Regions from separate parts of the Mus musculus genome. Here regions 1, 3, 4 and 5 are each linked to region 2. Evidence: chromatin contacts called from public promoter capture Hi-C data. All regions are on one chromosome and are shown on one strand. The core of a region is the stretch at or near the end of the contact, and the rest is flanking DNA. Distances in the headings are between cores, read along the strand shown. Region 1 holds the start of Zfp451 (zinc finger protein 451). Region 2 holds the start of Ptpn18 (protein tyrosine phosphatase, non-receptor type 18). Region 3 holds the start of 1700001G17Rik (RIKEN cDNA 1700001G17 gene). Region 4 holds the start of Bend6 (BEN domain containing 6). Region 5 holds the start of Bag2 (BCL2-associated athanogene 2).

What was found. Promoter capture Hi-C pulls out the DNA fragments that hold promoters and counts their contacts. Capture Hi-C pulls out chosen DNA fragments and counts their contacts.
Region 1: a contact with region 2 is called in a promoter capture Hi-C map of adipose tissue, with 2.0 times the contacts expected there. The contact joins the promoter of Zfp451 here to the promoter of Ptpn18 in region 2. A contact is called at or near these places in 2 of 39 promoter capture datasets (cranial neural crest and embryonic stem cells), 3 of 115 datasets of contacts at active chromatin or transcription factors (bone marrow-derived macrophages, embryonic stem cells and memory CD8 T cells) and 2 of 9 other capture datasets (adipose tissue and embryonic stem cells).
Region 3: a promoter capture Hi-C map of stem cell-derived epiblast-like cells shows a contact between it and region 2, with 4 times the contacts expected there. The contact joins the promoter of 1700001G17Rik here to the promoter of Ptpn18 in region 2. A contact is called at or near these places in 3 of 39 promoter capture datasets (embryonic stem cells, pre-B cells and stem cell-derived epiblast-like cells).
Region 4: a contact with region 2 is called in a promoter capture Hi-C map of stem cell-derived epiblast-like cells, with 2.3 times the contacts expected there. The contact joins the promoter of Bend6 here to the promoter of Ptpn18 in region 2. A contact is called at or near these places in 6 of 39 promoter capture datasets (cranial neural crest, embryonic stem cells, liver and 2 more) and 1 of 484 Hi-C or Micro-C datasets (embryonic stem cells).
Region 5: a contact with region 2 is called in a promoter capture Hi-C map of stem cell-derived epiblast-like cells, with 2.6 times the contacts expected there. The contact joins the promoter of Bag2 here to the promoter of Ptpn18 in region 2. A contact is called at or near these places in 2 of 39 promoter capture datasets (pre-B cells and stem cell-derived epiblast-like cells) and 1 of 115 datasets of contacts at active chromatin or transcription factors (bone marrow-derived macrophages).

What each region holds. Positions count from the first base shown.
Region 1 is chr1:33,813,103-33,815,884 of GRCm38.p6, forward strand. Zfp451 (zinc finger protein 451) reads right to left here and starts at 1,493. Exons shown (of 15, transcript NM_133817.3): 1 at 1,236-1,493; 2 at 625-708. The coding sequence starts at 1,256.
Region 2 is chr1:34,458,406-34,461,105 of GRCm38.p6, forward strand. It overlaps Ptpn18 (protein tyrosine phosphatase, non-receptor type 18), which reads left to right and starts at 1,341. Exons shown (of 15, transcript NM_011206.2): 1 at 1,341-1,511. The coding sequence starts at 1,419. Gm32504 (a long non-coding RNA gene) reads right to left here and starts at 2,630. Exons shown (of 4, transcript XR_373299.3): 1 at 1,354-2,630; 2 at 1,016-1,258; 3 at 1-859.
Region 3 is chr1:33,668,499-33,671,198 of GRCm38.p6, forward strand. It overlaps 1700001G17Rik (RIKEN cDNA 1700001G17 gene), which reads left to right and starts at 1,326. Exons shown (of 1, transcript NR_033199.2): 1 at 1,326-2,214. It overlaps Prim2 (DNA primase, p58 subunit), which reads right to left and starts at 1,296. Exons shown (of 14, transcript NM_008922.2): 1 at 1,126-1,296; 2 at 360-522. The coding sequence starts at 513.
Region 4 is chr1:33,906,360-33,909,097 of GRCm38.p6, forward strand. Bend6 (BEN domain containing 6) reads right to left here and starts at 1,262. Exons shown (of 7, transcript NM_177235.3): 1 at 1,207-1,262. It overlaps Dst (dystonin), which reads left to right and starts at 1,866. Exons shown (of 103, transcript NM_001276764.1): 1 at 1,866-2,093; 2 at 2,640-2,674. The coding sequence starts at 1,913.
Region 5 is chr1:33,756,373-33,759,121 of GRCm38.p6, forward strand. Bag2 (BCL2-associated athanogene 2) reads right to left here and starts at 1,378. Exons shown (of 3, transcript NM_145392.2): 1 at 1,207-1,378. The coding sequence starts at 1,319.

The DNA.
Region 1 (2,782 bases), core at 243-2,742, 650 kb before region 2:
CCTCTCACCATCACTTTAGGACTGGCTGGGAGATCCCAGGGTCCCTCACTGTATGTCAAAATAACAATACCTAGGCTCCAGCCTGGATTTCTGATTCAACAGATCTGGAGGGGGCCCAGATCTTACAGCTTCCACTCAACGCTGGAGAACACCTGCTCCCCAAAGGAACAAATGTAGAAAAACAGCAGTGTTTCAGGTGACACAGGCCTCCCCATTGTGACCAACAATTTTCTGTGATGTAACAAGATGACCTCAGACGTTAGGGAAGTCCTCAGCGATTAGAGGATACATCATGCTAAGATGCAATGTTCTTTGCAGGCCTTACTTCCAACCTCCTGGCATTAACTAGTCCTGTGTGTCTTCTTTCTTGGACAGAAGTTAAGCCCTGGGCAGTACCAGGAAGCACAAAACAATTCGGATGCCTACTCCAATTGTTCAGGTAGCCCCAAGCACTGAGGTATCCCTTAGGGTGAAAGTCCCCAGCATCAGTGTGCGACAGCTATTCGCCATTCATGACTATCTGTTGAGTCTGTTGAGTGATGACTGCCTGTCTGGTGGGGCTTAATCATACAATGGCTTACCACACTTCACTCCAGCAAACCGCGATTGTCTGTCTCTACTTACACTAACAAACTGAATGTCATCTTCGTTTTCATCCGTGGTAGACTCTGATGCCTCGGGCCCAGCTGGTGGGACAGATTCTATTATCTATAAACAAAAGCCAAAACACGCTTATCGATTCAGCCACAAGATCGCAGGAAGAAATTCTCCCCAAAAGGATCGATTAAAGACAAAAGCCCCTGAGGGGAAGCAGCAGGACCAAGCGGAAATCCAGCCCAGGGAACTGCATGGAGGAGGCCGGGCGTGCTAAGCCGTCTTGGAGCTGCAGAGACCTAGCTTCCCAGGCGAGCTGCCACAATTCCCCTCCCCGCCTCTTACAGGGGCAGGGATGCAGGCTCTAAACCCCCGGGGTCGGGGATGCAGGCTTCAAGTACAAGGCCAGCCTGCCTCCAAGCCCTTCTCACCCTCGGGGCTGCGGCTGCTTCGGCTAGGGCGGCCAGGGGCTGGGGGCGGCCGGACCGCCATTGTTGAGGACTCCACGCAGACGTGCACCAGGCCCGGAGGCCCCGCACTCGCCCGAGGCCGCCGCCCGGCTGAGCCCAAAGCTGAGAAGACAAACCAAACCTTTCGGGGTCGGGCTCGGCGGAGCCAAGGCCCGGGCCGCCACCACTCACCTCCGGCCCTGGGTCTCCCATTTCTCCCACGGCCTGTCAGCACCACGCTCCCGCCGCCGCCGCTGCTGTTCCCGACGCCGCCGCCACGACTTCCCTCTCGCCCGGCGCCGCGCGACCCGCCCTGCGTGAGCGCCCACGCAGCTGACGCCTCAGGCCGCGGGGACGCCAAGCTGCCGGACCCCAAGCGCGGCCTCACTGCCGCTAGCTTCCAGCGCCGCTTTGTACGCTCCCCGCCTTCCTCCCGCCCCGCGAGGGATTCTGGGAGTCGTAGTTTCCGCCGGTCTCGAGGCTGACGACCGCGTGGCGGGGAAAGGTGGCGAGGATCCGGAGCTCGGCGCTCATCTGCATCTCCGGAAGATGGCAGGAGGAGGTGGTGAGGGTCTTGATGTAGTTTTGAGTCCACGCCAATTCTCGTTCCGCTGCCGCCTTTCACTTAGAGACACTGACAGGAAAAGAGCCCCACTGGCAACAAGCAAGGCAGATGAAAACATGGAAGACTTTTTCCTCCCAATTACATCTTGGCAAAGCAAGGGCAAGAGCTTATATATGGCATTCCTGAGAGGTCATTAATTCTCGCAGAAGTCTCACAAAGGGGCTTCCTTGTTGTCCACAGGTTCCTGTAAACTAAAAGTAGCATTACTGATAAGGTTCCAGAGGGCTGCCCCTAGCCTTTCCTGTTTCTCCCTTGTTCTTTTCAGGCTAGGTTGAGTTGATAGGTTAATTACTTGGAGAGTGGAACACAGAGGTGTGGGCAAAACAGTCCTAGTAATGTCAGTTAACCCTTTCAGACCTTTAGTGATCATACTGCTATGAAAGCAATGCTCAGTGGTCTTTGTTTCGGGCCAGAAGGAAGGATGGATCGATAGATGGATGGATAGGTTTAAGTGAAGTCCAAGACCTGAAGCACTTGAGCTACTCAATCTCTCTCATGTTTTCTATCTCCCGGTGCTAGTAAATATTCAGTCTCACTCAAGGACCAGAGAGAGGAGCAAGGAGTAAAACTAGAGTACAGAGTTCAGCGGGAAAGTAAAAGCAGCTAAATCCCAGGGGTATAATGTAATTTTTCAAGATACACTTGGACTCTTATAAAATAAAACCGAGCCGGGCCGGTGGTGGCGCACGCCTTTAATCCCAGCACTTGGGAGGCAGAGGCAGTCGGATTTCTGAGTTCAAGGCCAGCCTGGTCTACAGAGAGAGTTCCAAGACAGCCAGGAATACACAGAGAAACCCTGTCTCAAAAAAAAAAAAAAACAAAAAAACAAAAAGAAACCCTGTACCAAAAAACAAACAAAAAAGGTTAAATAGATATTTCCTTTGTCAGTTGCCGCTAGCTACCCTTCTGTGAATGTAAAATGGTTCAGACCTTACTGACAGGGTTGGAGCCTGTGTAGGGTTTAGGGGAGGAGATACTTTTTATATAAGCAAAATTGAAAATTGGACCTGTGATAGAGCTCTCTCTCTCTCTCTCTCTCTCTCTCTCTCTCTCTCTCTTCCCCTCCTCCTCTCCTTTTCCCTCTCCCCCTCCCTTCTCTTCCCCCTTGTCTGGG
Region 2 (2,700 bases), core at 91-2,590:
TTCTTTTTTTGGTTTTTCGAGACAGGATTTCTCTGTATAGCCCTGGGTGTCCTGGAACTCACTCTGTGGACCAGGCTGCCCTCGAACTCAGAAATCCACCTGCTTCTGCCTCCCAAGTGCTGGGGTTAAAGGCGTGTGCCACCACCGCTCCGCTCAGCATGCTTAAAGCACTTTCAATTCGCCTTAGCCCTACTTTTGCACACGACCCCAAACGGATCTCCTCAGAGCCCTCCCTCAACAGAGAGTTGGCAATGCTTGAAATTCTTTGGTTCCCTTGCAGGTGGTGCTACTCCATCTGCTGAAGCCTGTTTTGGAAAGAACCCCCTTTTATTTTCTTTTGTGTGTAGGGAGATACACCCTCACTATAGAGCCTGTGTAGTTGTCCAAGGACAACACTCTGGAGTCGATTTTCTCCTTCCACCATGTGGGTCCTAGGTATCAAATCCAGGTTGTCATGTTTATTTAGTGGCAAGGCATTTACCTACTGAACCATTCCACCATCATTAAAACATTTTCCTTTCTCTCTCTCTCTCTCTCTCTCTCTCTCTCCCTTCCTTCCTTCCTTCCTTTCTTCCATTTTTTTTTTTAACTTTGAGACAGGATTTCATCACAAGCTAACTTTGAATTCACAATGTAAGCTAGGGTGACCTTGACTTTCTGATTTTCTTGCCTCCACCTTGTGAATGCTGGGACAGGCACTCTACCAATTCAGCTACAAACCTTAGCACGGCTCTTCTCCAGTCTTTAGTCTCCAGGACCCCAGGAGCTTCAGCATAAGATCTTCTTCAAACTCCTGAAGGGGGACGGAGTGAGTGTTGAGACCACTTTTCCTCCCAATGCCTCTCTAGTCTCTTCCTCCCTGAGGGGTATGGGTTAAGATCCACAAGTTAGGACTGAATCCTGGTGTCCCCGCTTTTCCAGCAGGTTCCAAAAGTGAAATCACACCCCCTACCCTCAGAAATAGGCCTTTTCCCAGAGCAAAGTGCAGGGAATATATTTATTCGAAGTCCCCGACCTCTCTCATATTCCGCTGTCGCACGACTGTGAACCTCAGCGCTCGCAGGACTCCGGAGCAACCTTGGGAACCCGGCCTGCGAGATTGAGAGCGCAGCCATCCCCCTGGAAAGGCCAATGGGACTGAGCGTTCCGTGCGGACTCCACCAGCTTCACGGCAGCCGAAGCACCCGAGGCGCCAGTGGGGAATTGCGGGACCCGCAGCTACTTGGACGGCCAGTTCGGCTGCGGTGGCAGCCAGCACCTATGGGCGGGACGAACGGAGTGAACTCCTAGTGCCATTGGCCGAGGAGCCTGCCAATTACCGGTCTTCATTGGCTGCTGGAATGGAGGCCCCACCTCGCAGTGGCTAAATTCTCGGAGTCGGATCACTCCTTGTGGGAGACCTCAGAGCGGGTCGCAGCATGAGTCGCCATACGGACTTGGTGAGGAGCTTCTTGGAGCAGCTGGAGGCCCGGGACTACCGGGAGGGGGCAATCCTCGCTCGTGAGTTCAGCGTGAGTGACACTCCAGCCATCAAGCTTCGCAGCCAGGCGCTCCCCACGGCTGTCCACCTGTGCAATATGAAAGCTCTGCCTTTTCCTCTCAGCTCCCGGGGCGTCTCCTCCCTCCTGCTCTCGGCTTTCCTCTTCCCGCACTTCTCTCACCCTGACTCTCCCAGCCTTCCGCACTTTGCCCACAGGTGCCCAGAGGGTGAAGACGGCTACTGTTTAGGAGGAGCCAGACACACTCAGGTGTCGGTGTCGAGCTCCCGGTGCAATCTTCTCCCTAGCGGGGCCGTGGCTTCCGCCGTGGAGGGAGGCAACACACCTGCGCTGGACTCGAGTCCCCAACCCGGGCCACTCCTGGGTCACCTTGTAATCCCAGGGAGGAAGTGGTTTGGGGCAGCAGAAAGAGGAACGAGGAAACTTGTAGCCTAGCCTAGGTTTCGCGTTACCAGTCTATCCTAGGGCTTTTCAGAACTGTGGCCCTGGGAGCTCTGACTTCATTTTCACCTGTTTTGAATTGTGAATGATAAAAGACAAGCCGGTTTGAAAATTAGGTGGTTTGGGTAGATGCACCTAGCACGCGTTGGGTATTCACTGGCTATATTAACTGTATGCACCTGCCTTTAACATGGTTTACAAAGGTTGTAAACGTTACCTCGGGCCAATCAAGCTTGTGAGAGCTACTGCCACTCAACAGCCATGGCACACAACATGTAATGACGTATTTTAAATAGAGTGACATGATCCAAATACGTAATACACTATCTCAAACTTAGAAATGTAAATGACAATGATATAAAAATAAGTGTGACATTAAATGATCACTTACAGCCTGGCATGGTGGCACATGCCTGTAATTCTAGCAGTTGGTAGCCTAAAACCGGGGGATAACCATGAGTTCAAGGCCAGCCTGAATTACATAATTTTGTGACCACTCTGGAATACTCTGGAGATTGTTTCAAAGAATGAAAAAGATAGTTTACACAGGCCAATATGTAAACCAGTAACAGTGAAACTCTGGTGGTGGTGCATGCCTTTAATCCTAGCACTTGGAGGCAGGGAAAGGAAGGTTACTGTAAGTCTGAGGTCAGTCTGGTCTACACAGTGAACTCCAGGACAGCCAGGGATATGTAGGAAGACCTTGTCTCTAAAACAATAAAAAAACCAACCAAACAAAAAAAATAACCCCAACTAACTA
Region 3 (2,700 bases), core at 76-2,575, 790 kb before region 2:
CCTTCCTTAAGTAGACTAAGCTAGTTATTCTCACTTTTACACTCCAGGGGCATTAATATTTACTTCTATCAAAGCAGAAAGTAATCTGATGTATGATTTTAACTCTACACGTCTGTCTCCACATAGCAAATACAGTTTCAACATAGACCTTAATTGCATTACTCATTACAAAGTCCCTGCCACCTGGAAGCAGAGTACTCAATGTGCATACTACAGTGAAGAAGTGAATGACAAACCTTCAACAGCAAATCACCAACGGATGTTGAATGGGCTGCTGAACAAAGAGGAACTGCCTTTATTCATCGTGTGATAACTGCACTTCTCAAGGACACAAACATTGGACTTTAAATGCCACTTACATTTAACTCTGTCAAAAGCCAAGTTTTCAAACTCCGTCAACGATATGTTTTCAGTAGGCGGCTGCAGGTAAAACTGAAGGCTGTGAGGGTAACTAGCATTTCTCTGGTCACCCGCCAATCGCAGCTTCTTCCGGATCCTTCCTGAGAACTGCATCTTGACCACCTTTTGAAAGCAGTGAAATAAATTATATAAATATATATTTATATTATATATTATATAAATTATATATATATGTTATATAGTATATATTGCAATATATAGTGCTTAGGTGGCAACGCAATATATATGTTAAAATGACGGAAAAAGGCTGAGTCAATAGAGTAAATATTTATGGAAACACAAAATATTGGATGCACAGACTTTTTTAAAGGGATTATTCCTAGACCCTGCTGTGTTGTCTAGATTTTCTATACACATCTGTAATAACAGGGGCGAATGTGGGAAGGGCTCAAACTGGGGTATATGTAGACGGTGGCCCTTGTAAGCCAAAGAGTGATCACTAAGTGTTGCTGCCTGCCACCCTCAGGCATGTGCGAACCCAAGACAAGATGAGGTTTGAGGGGAGGGGGGTGTTAAATTCCTGAAATCAAGGTAAAGCAAAGTAGATTCTACCTAGATGAGAGGCTTACTTCTCGTACTTCTAACTCTGGAATCCAGCCTTTCCAGAATAGTCAAAAGTGCCTTAACTTCCCTTCCGGCCCCAGCGCCTTCCCGGGCCGCCCTCCCCGCCATCCCACCCGGAGCCTCCCTCCGACCCGACACCACCTGTCACTCGGTCCCACCAGGTCAGCTCACAAGCTTCCAACTCCACGGCTTCTCTCCGTCCCAAATAAAGCCGCAGTAGATTGTTTAACCAGCCAGCAGCCAGGCTGAAAGAAACACCCGCGCTGACAGCCGCTCTCTCCCAGTGGCGGGAGAGTTCATTTGGAACGGGAAGCGGAAGTGATGCGCAGAGGTCCCACCCCCTGGCGCCCCGCCCACCGCGGTGTGGCGCGGTAGCGACTGAAGGTAGTGCGCGTCTGGAGCGTTTTGCACGCCGACCGACTTTTTGATGCTGGTTTTGTTTTTTGTTTTGTTGACGGATGTGAGTTCTTTTGAGACCATGTCTCGCACCGAAGCCCAGGCTAACTTGGAATTGGTGGCGATCCTCCTGCCTCAACCTCCCACAAGTGCTGGGCTTAGGCTGAGCCGCAACACCCGCCCTAAGATATCTTGAATGCAAGTGATGGAGATTTTGTTGGGTTTTTTGTTTTTGTTTTCCAGAACCCCAGGTGCCCTCTCTGCGCGGAGACGCCTTTGGGCTTGGGGCTGCAGTGCAAACGGCAAACATTCCCGCGCTGCAGCCAGAGTCAGGGTAACTGAGGCTCCGGAAGCTTGCGGGCGCTTTACCGGGGGTGGCCTCCCCTCTGTCATTCCAGGAGGTGGGAAGGAGCCGCCGTGTCCGCTTTGCCCACGACACAAGGACTGTCCCTCCTCGTTGTTAGCAACGCTGCCTTCATCTTCCGGACGAGAAAAGAGCTGTAAGAATGACGTCGGTTTGCTCGTCCCCGCGCGATGCTCGCCAGGGAACACGCGAGCGAGCATAGACTTCGGGGAGCGGAGGAACCTGCAGGACTTAGCAAAAAGCGCTCCGGGACCACAGCGAGGCCAGCTAGGTGGCGTCCTAAGAGCCTGGACGGCCGCTGCGGTCTACAGTGTGTTCGAGGCGGCGTGTCCCCCTACAAAAGCCACCCACAAGCTCTGGGATGGGGCTGGGAGTGGTCGGGTTTAGAAATGCATAGTATATCCTAGTACTTTGAAGCCTCAAAGTACCCACCTAAGATAGACTAAATCGGCGGCTGTCCCTTGAAACGGAACCTGTTTATCTGTCAATTTTTATTCTCAAGCCACACAAAACAGACTCTAGTTAATTAGCCCCAATTTACACATAAAAGAACGGTGACTTCCAAAGGATTCCTGACAGGGGACTCCATTCTGCCAACCTCACTGGCCTGATTTCTTTCGTATGACAGTAGGGTACTCACTTCTCCTCTGTGGCCTATATACAATTATCATCACCAAATCCATAGACACTCCTAAAATATATTAACTGCCTTGTGTGTGTGTGTGGGGGGGGGGGGGGGCTGAAGCACAGAAGGAGAGATACCGTGATTAGAATGAGGACACCATGGAAATTTAAGTGAAATCACAAAGAATAAAAAGAAAACAAAACTAAATATCTGAATATATAAAAACATAAAGCTGGGCGTGGTGGCGCACGCCTATAATCCCACCACTTGAGAGGCTGAGGCAGGCGGATTTCTGTGTTCAAGACCAGCCTGGTCTACTGAGTGAGTTCCA
Region 4 (2,738 bases), core at 12-2,511, 550 kb before region 2:
GTCAGGAGCCCTTCAGCTCTGTGCACGGGATGCAGAAGTTCCAGACAGCTCTGCTGACTGCCAGGGACCCGTGAAGCCTGTTTGGCACCCAGTGCTCCCCGCAGTCTGACAGTCAAGAGTCTCACCTTCCTCAGTGTCGGCAAGCAAGGTGCTTTCCATCCTCAGCCTCAAACAACAGAATGAGTGGCATATAATAGCAATCTGTATTTGTTTTAGGAGGCCAACATGCAAATAAGAGCACATTTTCCTGTGCTTTCCGTGCTTATGAACCTGGCATCAGGGCTAAGCAACATCTTTCCGCATTTCTTTTAATGCTCACACTTGATAATACATCATTCACCTATCAGTCACTAATGGCTACACATTTTTGCAGAACTGAACAGTTGGTTTCATATAGTTAGACAACAATACACACATTCCTATCGATTCTTCAATTGACTTTTGGAATTTTACGAATTATTTAGTTTCAAGCCAGTTACTAGAAATTGCACAAATGTAATATTTCATTTGTCATATGTCATATAGTTAATTTAAAAAATACAAGTCAATGAAAGAAAACAAATCATCCAACTCCCACAGGGAAAGCCAGTTTGCCTTAGGGGCAAGCAGGGCAGAGCACTGCACTGGCCCGCTAAGGCCGCAACACGCTGCAGGCGGCCACTGCAGCTTTGGCTTTCTCGCCAGGTGGCAGAGGCCCTCCGCAAAAGAGCACACCGCAGCGCTCACGCCTTGCCTTCTTCGTTGGCACCGAATCAGCGATCACTGTCAAGTGTCCAGCCCACAACTGCGATACAGTTTTTGCGGATTGTAACGGAATGTAAGGGAAGCTGGAAAAAAACGGCAAAGGGGAGAAGGGTGTGTACCCGAGTGTGACCGATCGCCGTTGTCTGACAGTGCCTAAAAATTTCTCCTGCAGTATCTACAGGCCAATCAATCACCAACTTCCTTCATCCTTCATCATGTCAGATCCTTACATCTAAAATCACCTCTCCCTACAAAGCCAATAAATGAATCAGGGTTCTTTGACCGTGGCAGAGCTCACGTCTGGGCTGAGAATCAGCACCAAGTTTGGGGGTGGTAGGGTGCAAGCCTGCAGACCGCGGCGTGCCGCCTTTCCTAAGATTGGACCAGCTTGGAGATGGCCCTTCCAGGTGCTCGCGCCTCCATGCGCAGGGACTACCCCCGCCCCCAAACCAAATAGCTCACCCTGCTGCATCCTCCGAGCCCCAGCCTCCGGGCGGGCTCAGGGAGGCGGGAGCCCGGGTTCCCCCCGGCTCCTTGGCGCCCCCTGACGTCGGCCTCCAGCAGAAGGTCCGCGGAGGCTTACACAGGCGAAACCCGGGGGTCCCCGCGCACCGCCGCCCGGCGCGTGGCCTGGCGGGCCGCGCGCGCACCGAACCGACCTGCTGGAGGGCGCGCGCCGCTCGGTCCCGGCCCCAGCCATGCGCGCGCGCCCGCACCCGCGCCGCCGCTGCCGCCGCAGCCCGTGACGTCACCCACCGAGCCCCCCGCCGGCTCGCCGCGCCCCGTCCCGCCCCACGTGCGCCGGCTTCAGGACGCCGAGGCCCCGGGCGGCCACCCGATGATGCTCCCAGCCGGCTGCGTCCCGGGCGGGGCTGAGCCCGAGAGCTGCGCGCGGGCTGGGGCGCCTGCGGAGGGAGGGGCGCGGCTCTCGCCGCTGCGCCGCGTGCTGAGTCATGGCGAGAGCTGCCCGCTGCTCTCCATCAGTCGTTCCGGGGCCGGCGCGGGGTGTGCAGCCATTGGGCCGCGCGCGGGGCCGCGAGCGCCGGGCTTGACGCGCTGAGCCGCGCTCGCCCCTGTCCGCCGCGCCCGCCCCGCGTCCCGCGCCCCGCGCCCCGCGCGCTCTGCAGCCTTAGCCCCGCGCCGCACGGCCCCCCGCCTCGCCCGCACCATGATCGCCGCCGCTTTCCTCGTTTTGCTGAGACCCTACAGCATCCAATGTGCTCTCTTCCTCTTGTTGCTCCTGCTGGGCACCGTCGCCACCATCGTCTTCTTCTGCTGCTGGCACCGCAAGCTCCAGAAAGGGAGACATCCGATGAAATCGGTCTTTTCGGGTCGTTCCAGAAGCAGAGGTAAGACACGCCGCCGCTGGGTTCTTCTGGGCAGAAGCGAGGTTCAAGCCTTCTCTGCCTCTTCTGCCCACTCAGTGCCCACTCCTCAAGCTAAGTGCATTTATTTATTTAACGCGCCCTGGCCCTTTGGCCTCACCTCCATCCTCTGAGTCACCAGGTTTGGATAACCACGGAGATTCGGAGGTCCTGGAAGGAAGGATCAGGCTCCGATTCTTAGGGTCAGTTTGCTAGAGCCCAGAAGGTAATTGTAGGGGAGTCCTGGGCTGAGGTACTCGTATCTTTGCCAAGCCTTTGCTGGAGCTTAGGAATAAAAAAGTAAGGCGTGATGATATGGGCTCCCCTCTCCCAACTTTGCTGGAACTTCTTGCAGAGAAATCACCTTAGAGACAGATGGTCCAATACTCTCTCCGCCCCGCCCCAATATGCCCACGGAATTGGAGAGAGACACCTAGAATGTGCTTTCCCGAATCCAGGTAAGTGATCAGTAACTCTTTAGGCTGAGAACAAGGAGTTAACGGAGTCTCGTTTTCCCTCTTTTCTCCCCAGATGCTGCTCTGAGATCTCATCACTTTCGCTCTGAGGTAATTTATTTAGCGCACACTCTCAAGGTCAGAGTAGCTTTCTTTCCTGAGTACCAGCATTAAT
Region 5 (2,749 bases), core at 128-2,627, 700 kb before region 2:
AGTAATCAGACACTAGAATGTCTATGCAAACTCCAGACTTTCAAGAGGCCCCCAGGAGAAGAGCAAGGACTCGGCACACAGGCTTGATTAAGTAAAGGTTCAGAACAATGACTCAGCTTGAAGAGTCACAACTTCCTGAACCCTTTCAAGAAAAAAAATCGGAGCAGTTGGGAATATACTGTCAAAGGTTAGAGCCTACCTCGCACAAGGAAACATTCTCGCCCCCTTTCACAGCGCAGGTCCCTTTGTCTCCCGGAGTTGGGGGATATAGGGTTCAGGTTTCTTTTGTGGCTACTCCACAGTCAGTGAAAGTTTTCTCACCTTCTGGCTCTTTTCTCCTAATAGTAACAGTAATGAGCGCCTCCCGTGTAACGAACACTGCTTGCATTTTTTTTTTCCTGTGCAGACACACTTCCCTGTGTTTGGTGGCTGCGTGGAGGGAGATTCATCTCCCTCTTATAATTTTGGGTCATAGTGTTCTGCTTACGCAGAACCCGGAGAAAACTAGGGAACAACGTGTGTGTCAGGGCATCTTGATAAGATTTTCATGGAACACCTGCACATGATCAAAACTTGCACAACTTTGAAGACATTAACATTTCCACCAGATACATAAGGCTCACGTGGTTAAAGCCAACCAAGTGTTCACAGCATTCGTTAGTAGTATTCATGAGTTAGAAATTTTACGACAAGGCTGTCCCCGTGTCAGAATCTTAGGGAGAGTGTGACTCCTGCCTTTGGTGTTTTCGGGCCTGCGATTGGCACTTCCAAGGTGTCAGCCGTGTCTTCTAAATGTACAACAAACACGGACAGACTGCAGAGGGCATTGCACGTGGTTGAGAGAATGAAGGATGGTATCCAACTTCGGTGTACCTCGCGCGGTCTCTCATGAGTCCGATTCTCGATGATCCCCAGGAGGGGCCGTCCTGGATACTACCACCCCCCCCTCCCTTACACTTGTATTACTATGAAGTGATCTGGGGCAAAGAAACTTACTCCAGTGTGGGGTGAGGGGGGGGGGGGCACACCAACCTGCTGCCTCCCTCCTGGAAGCAGAAAAGTTAAAGGCAGAGGGGGACCGCGCAGAAGATTCTGGAAGTTCTGCAAGCCGCACTCGCTCGCCAGTCTGCCGGGCCGGGGGAGGGGAGCCCAACCGGAGCGCGCCCCCGCCCGCGCTCGCCCCTGTGCGCGCCCCGCGGCCCTCACCTGAGCTCCAGCTGGTCCAGACTCTCCAGCAGGCGGCTGGAGCGGTCGGCCATGGAAGACGAGCGGCAGAAGCGGCCCTCGTGGGCCTTGGCGCTGATCTTCGCCTGGGCCATGAGCTCCGGGGGTCCTCGGCGTCCGCGGGCAGCAGTGGCGCGAGCCGCACGTCGCCGTCACCACGGGCGCCGCTGACGCGGACGGCACCGCCCCCACCTCCCCGGCTCTCCACCCCCGAGGCCGTGCGGCCAAACAAGGGCAGGCGCGGTCGCAGCCGCGGGCACGCCAGGGTGGGGGACCCTGCCCCGGCGCCCAGGGCCTCGGCCGGTCCTCCCAGCACCCACGGTTCACAGCAAGGACGAAGTGGGTGCAGCCCGTGAGAAGAGGAGACAATCCAGTGCACCCTAGGGCAGTCTCTACTTGTTCGACCTGTCCGGTGACCAGGCAGGCTCGGGAGAGGACAGGGAAAGCCTAGACCACAGGCTCCAAATAAGGAGAAGCCAAGTGGATCCGTGTTGTCTCCCCTTTCCAATGAAAGGATTATTACTATCACACATAACTTGTTTAAACCCTCTGCGAATGATATTCAGTAGGCTTAGATGTCAGAAGCTGCAGAGGTCAGTAGGTCTGAAATACGAAGCCGCATCTTAAAGTTGTGTTTTGTCCTCTCAGTGTACAGGGTACAGAAAATGGGAAACAAAGTACATTTACATCCTTTACCCAGAACTCAAAGCCATTAGATTACTGAACAGAGACAAGCCCCTTAAGTACAGTTTCTAATCCTGTCCCCACCACACCCCGAACACATCTTAATACTAATAAACGGTGGATTATCTTGGCTTCATTAAACACTGTCATCTCACGATACAACCGTGAAATCTGAACATTTTGTGGACATCTTGAAAGTCTGAACTTGGGCAGGTCTCAGGTCTAATGCTCCTCTGGAGGCTGACAAGTTGTGTAACGTGGGCCAGGGTGGATTCAAGGCTAGGCTGGGTAGCTTCAGCAAGTGTCAAAGGAAAAATAAAAGTGGCCGCAGACATAGCTCTGTTAGGTTGGCAACGAGGCCAGGCAGATGTGGTGGTTTGAATGAGATGCCATCTGTGCTCTCTAGCACTTGAACACTGGGGAGGCCTGGGTGTGGCCTTGCTGAAGGAAGTGTATCACTCCCCGTGGGCAGGTTTCAGAAGACCAAGCTATTCCCAGTGTCTCTCTGCCTCTGCTTGGGTTTGAGATCTGAGTGCTCAGGACATGTCTCTGCAGCCATCATAGACTCAGACCCTCTGTATCTAAGTCCAATTAAATGCTTTCTTTTACAAGTTGTCTTGGTGGAGGTGTTTTATCACAGCAGTAGGAAAGTAACTAAAATGGCAGGGATCTTCATATGTTTGTTTAAATGTCTCCACACGTTGAACACGCACAGAGGCATCTCCAGTCTAAGTTACTACGGATATGCTCCTGTCTAATGACACGCCTATGCTCTTTTCCTTATATAAATTATGACTTTAAACTGAGCATGCTTTGGAATAGGCATGTTCCTTCATGAATA